Regions from separate parts of the Rattus norvegicus genome. Here region 1 is linked to region 2. The links are chromatin contacts, called in public Hi-C maps. All regions are on one chromosome and are shown on one strand. Each heading gives the region's core, a stretch centred on a gene start, on an enhancer-like site or on the middle of the called end of the contact. The rest is flanking DNA. Distances are from core to core; before and after follow the strand shown.

Region 1 (2,700 bases), core at 137-2,636, 140 kb after region 2:
ATTTTGTCCCCCTGTCATATACAACCACCCTAGGTTTATTTTATATTCAAGAAAAACTCTGTAGTGGTAATTTGGACTCGGGGACACCACAGTAGTAGATTACAGTTCTGTGCTCCTCCAGCATTAGCTGGGTGGGGGGTGTTTGTCTTGTTTTAATGCAGAAGTTTCCCTTTACAGTATACATCAAGGTAGTAAGAGCTGTGGAGATGGCTTAGTGTGTAAGAGCAATTGCTACTCAAGCATGAGGACCTAGGTGTGCCCCTGCACCCAGAATCAGTGAGAGACTCTGCCTCAAAGGAATGGGAAATTTTTAAGTAAAGCAAAACAGAATTTCAAGCATAATAATACACCATTGTTTTCTTTTTCTTTGATATTGAAAATCAAGATACAAATCAAGCTTGGTAGTGTGTGCCTATAATGCTAGCACTTAAGGAGGTGAAGGAGGAAAGGTCAGGAATTTGAGCCCACCCTTGACTACATAGTGAGTTTGAAACTAGCCTGGACTAAGTGAGATTCTGTTTCAAAAACAAATAGGTAACAAGGAGGGGGGTTTTTTATATCTCAATTTCTTGGGGTCATTCCTATAGCAGATTGTCTTCTATTTACTGCACATAAGATGAGCTTTCTGTAATAACTGTAAAATGTCCTTGCAGGGCTTGATAACCTCTGGAAATGACAAACACGGTGAGTTATTATTTCTTCCTTTTTACCAGAGGTGTTTCAGGTTAGTTTATCTAAAACAGCACATATCTTGCTTCGTGCTCTTCGGTTATTCCTCTATGTTATGTAAAGATCTCTGCAATAACTGCTTGAGGAAACACAGTTCTGTGGCATAATTCTTCTAAGCTGACCCACCCATAAATACTATTGATCTGAATCGGAAAGTCACGGGAACATTTATTATCAGAAGTTATGGGTTTATGTGTTGCTTTTTGGATATTTGTTGTGTTTTTATTGTTTATTAAAATATCTAGAAGCTATGGTATAGCTCTAATTGAGCACATAGTTAACAGGTCTAAAGTCTAGGTTTACTTTTTAGCACCAAAGTTAACAACAGGTACTTAGAAGTTCATTCCCGTTTGAGTATATGCTCCATATTGACCAACAAATGGAAATGTCTCCATAACTGCTGGGGGTGCTCATGTTTATTGGAAAATAAGTCAATAGTTAATACTACGAGTTAGAAGTTTTATATTTGACTTAGGATAGCTCAGTGAGGGCCTAGCGTGCATAAAGTCCTAATTTCCCAGCCCTTCAGAAACCAGGCATGATGGTGCACACTTGCAGTCCCAGAATTTGGAAGGGGCAGCAGGAGGGGAGGAGTGACTGAAGGATCTCACCATCATGAGTAAAGTAGATGAAGTTATCATCGGCACTGCTGCCACTGTGACACTGCTAGTCCCCAGGACTTTGCCTCCTTGGCAATGTCTACAGTTGGGCTCTTGGTGCTCCCTGCTCTTCCTGTGTTCCATTTGGCACCGTCTCCTGTGCCCTCTGCCTTACTAAACCTTGACCTCTAAGGCTGAGTCTTATTCCTGGATGACCTTCACCTAAGCTTGAGACTTTAAATCTGCCCCGTCTTCCTCCTTAGAAGGTGGCCCTGAGGAACTCCTCACCACCACTAAGATGATTTATGCATGTCTCTTACTAGGCCAGCAGCTAGAAAACTCTGTCCCCAGGGCCTGCCCTGGTCTTGGCAGGACTTTGTGTACCTTTGAGCTGAACCTGTTTGTTTGTTTTAGGAAATTGTTTTAGGTCAATGAGATGGCTCCCAGGGTGAGGGTGCTAGCTGCCAAGCCTGGCAGCCTGCGTTGAACTGCTAGGATCCACATGGTGGCCTCCACACATGCTGTGGCACCTGCATTCCCATAAGAAATAAATGTACATGGTTTCAAAGGAAACCAAGTAGGGCCTGATGCTGATGCTTGAAATTCTAGCACTTAGAAGCAGGCAGGGGGTTGGGCGTTAGAAGCCAGCCTGGGCTACATAGCAAGACTCTGGATTAGCAGAGTGGAAAGAGAACAAGAGTGGGTCGGGGGTGGGGTGGGCAAAGAATAACAAGGCAGAATCATGAGCACAGGGAACACCTGTAGACTTATCCTGGGTTTCCAGAAAGGTTTCTCAACAGAAACAACGAAGGAGGCTGGGTGTGGGTGTGCTGCTTGTCTGCAACCTGAAACCCCTGGAGGCACAAGGCACACGGATCTCTGAGTCTGAGGCCGCCAGCCTGGTTTACTTACCAAGTTCCCTCTTGAAGGAAGGAAGGAGGGAGAAAAGAGGGAAGGAAGAAATTGTATAAGAATTAATCTTAATTTTTTTTAAAGTAATCTTTTCATTGATCTTTAAATTAGTAAATTAACTACAATTTAAACAAGAAGACTTAAAAAGAATTCATATTGGCATGGGGAGTAGTAAATTGTCCAGTAATTAGAAACCTGTTTGACTATAACTACTTTAGAAAATACAGCATGCCATGTTCGGGATTGATGAAATGAGGTAAGTACACAGAACCTCCCCAACACACATGTGTAGACTGCCTGATTGGAGCTCGGCTGTGGTTCATGCTTCTGACTTCAACACAGGAGAGCTGAAGATATGTAACAAGACTGTCTCAAAACACCACCACCAGAACACACACACACACACACACACACACACACACACACACACACACACACACACACACACAGTTGCTATGGA
Region 2 (2,700 bases), core at 141-2,640:
CCTTAAGGAAAGAAACGGGTGGGTGGGGACGTCTCAGACACTGATTGCATTTTTCCCAGAAAGTTTGCATTGCTCACAGACTGTCTAAATCTAATGATTCTCAACCATGTTGGACACTCGGTTAGACTTCTTACTCCTCCTTCAAATGCCCACTCTGGCCTTTCCATACCCGCAGCTTCCTCTTTCCCTTGCTCCCAGGCTGGTGTGTGATGTGGTGGAGATCTGTCCTCAGGATGAAGCGATGAAGCCAGCCCGCACTTCGAGAATGGTAGCGATCACAAGCGAGCAAGTGCCTTCCTTACCGACTTTGCCGGTTTTCAGAATGGGAGCTTTTGCCTGTTCAAGTCATTGAGAGCTGACCCAGCAGCCACACTGGTATCTGACCAGCACTCACGGAATGAGGCAAAGCAGTAGTAACTCGCGTTCCCTAGATTATGTGCTTACATTTATTGTCAGCAGTGCACGAAGGGGTTTAGCCAGATGCCTGCTTTACCACTAAGAGTCTTTAGACTCTAAGACCAACTAAGAACCTGGAGGTCGTGGTGCACGTCTTCATCCCCAGCCCTCAGGAGGCAGAGACAGGCAGACCTCTGTGAGTTCAAGGCCAGCCTGGTCTACAGAGTGAGTTCCAGGACACCCAGCGCTACACAGAGAAACCTTGTTCAAAAAACAGAAACAGACCAAAAAAAAAAAAAAAAAAAATAGGCAAGAAGAGTTTTGAGTGGTGTCAACATCATCTGATCGATGATGAAGAAATTTGTGACAGGACTAAACAAATGGCCAATTTTTTGGTGTGTGCATGTGTTCTCGTGGGAGAATGCACATGTTTGTTCAAGTGTGCATGCTTACGAGCCTGTCTGTGGAGGCCAAAAGTCAATCTCAGGTGACACTCTTGAGAAGCCATTCACTCACTGTTTTGAAGCAGAGTCTGTCACTGTGACATGGGACTTGGCAATTAGGTGAGACAGGCAGGCAGCCAGCTCCAGGGAGCCTCCTCTTCCCCTCACCCCACACTACAGCAAAACTGGCTTGTGACATTGGTCCTAGGGGTCAGACTCCTGCCTCTGTCACTTTGCCAATTAAGCTATCTCCCAGTCCCTAAAATTGTATTTTTAAATCTTTAACAAATTTCAAAATTGAAAAGAGAAAGATCTACCATTTTTCATCACACACACACACACACACACACACACACACACACACACACCACTTAAATGTTTAATGTTAATAACTCAGGGAAACAGAATGCTCATATATACTGCTGCGCATGAAAGCGAAATCAGGACTATCTTTCTAGAAGGCAGTTAAATTTCCCTTTGACCAAAGCATTCCACCTCTGGCCCTCAGGACAAGGAAATGAGTCATGGATGTTAAGACACAGTATAAAAGGGAACAGATGAGAATGAAGCACCGTGACACATGTGTGAGACTGGCGTGATGAAACCATTCATGACTCTGTACGATAGCCTAAAACTTAAAATAAAAAGTTTAACCGCCAGGATCTCCTTAATGTTTAACAATAGAGAGCTGGTGGAGCAAGCCATGAATCATCCTTTGAACACTAGACAACTTAACTGAACACTTAACAACACAGAAATGCACATTAAGTTTTGTTACATGAAAAAAAAAGATTATAAATCAGTGTGTGAACCAATAAAGGCTCCTAAGAATGAGGCCAGAGTGGCGGGGTTTGAGCTTCAGAGCCACCGCTGACAATTGTGCAGCCTTGGTTGGGTAACCTAGTCTTCCCAAAGCTCAGTTTCATCATCCATAAAATGGGGCTAACACCAGTCTCTGTCTCATAGGGTTGTTGTAAAAAATGACAAGCTAATACACAGGAAGCATGCGGACAAGCGCAAGCCACACAGAAAGCGTCTTTGTAAGAGTTCACTATTGTTGACAGCTTCGCTTCTGTTGCCAATAAATTAAGTTGACTTTTAAGCTAATTCAAGAAAGCAGAGGTGGGAAGAAGATTATCCAGGCAAGAGTCACACCCAAGCATTCCACAGGGCTGCTCCCATGAAGTCACCAGCCCAGCTGCCAAAGACTGACTCCCCCCTCACCCCCTTGGCTCATGGTGTGACGTCCTTAGATGCAGGGCACTGCAGACTGCTTCGGAACAGCTGCCTTTCTCTCAACTGGAAACCGGATGCAGCTGCCATGGCTGCCGCCCTGGCCTCAGTGGGCTCTGCGTCATCCCTCATCCCTGCTGTTCTGAGTCAACAGCTCAGGAATCAAAAGTCCAGAGAGGATGCATCTGGTCAGCTGCCCCAAGTCCTCAGCCCCCTTCGTAAGAGCGGTCATGTAAAAATAGCATCGCATAGTGAAAAAGGTACAGAAGTCCAGAGAACTCTGGGAGCAAATTTGCAAGCTGGACAACAGTAGCAAAAGAGATATAAACAATCCCTTTATGGTTTAAAAGTATAATTGTAACTTGAACGGACATTTAAACTCAGAGAAAGAAAAACAAAATCATCACAATATTAATGGTCAGTCTGAATTAATCATTATGACTGATTTGACTTTTTATTTTTTATTATTATTACTATATGTATGTGTGCACATGTATGTGTGCACATGTATGTGTGATGTGTGCTTGTGTGGGCTCACATATGCTACATCATGTCTGGGAACTGAACCCATGTCCTTGGCCATGTTTACACACCGACCCATTTTAGCAGTACTGATTGAAATATTTTA

Evidence for each region. Hi-C and Micro-C count contacts between places; a contact is called where the count stands out from the background.
Region 1: a contact with region 2 is called in a Hi-C map of liver, with 2.9 times the contacts expected there. The contact joins two enhancer-like sites. A contact is called at or near these places in 2 of 12 Hi-C or Micro-C datasets (both in liver).

What each region holds. Positions count from the first base shown.
Region 1 is chr4:14,975,820-14,978,519 of GRCr8, forward strand. Ptpn12 (protein tyrosine phosphatase, non-receptor type 12) reads left to right here. Exons shown (of 18, transcript NM_057115.2): 16 at 654-684. Among named protein-coding and RNA genes, the nearest start is that of Rsbn1l, 54 kb to the right of the region's middle. Within about 2 kb of position 1,387, at least 9 of the 93 cell types and tissues checked have an H3K27ac peak or open chromatin away from gene starts, as enhancers often do. A contact at or near this core is called in liver, where this site is marked.
Region 2 is chr4:14,837,566-14,840,265 of GRCr8, forward strand. No RefSeq gene overlaps it. Among named protein-coding and RNA genes, the nearest start is that of Gsap, 39 kb to the left of the region's middle. Within about 2 kb of position 1,391, at least 24 of the 93 cell types and tissues checked have an H3K27ac peak or open chromatin away from gene starts, as enhancers often do. A contact at or near this core is called in liver, where this site is marked.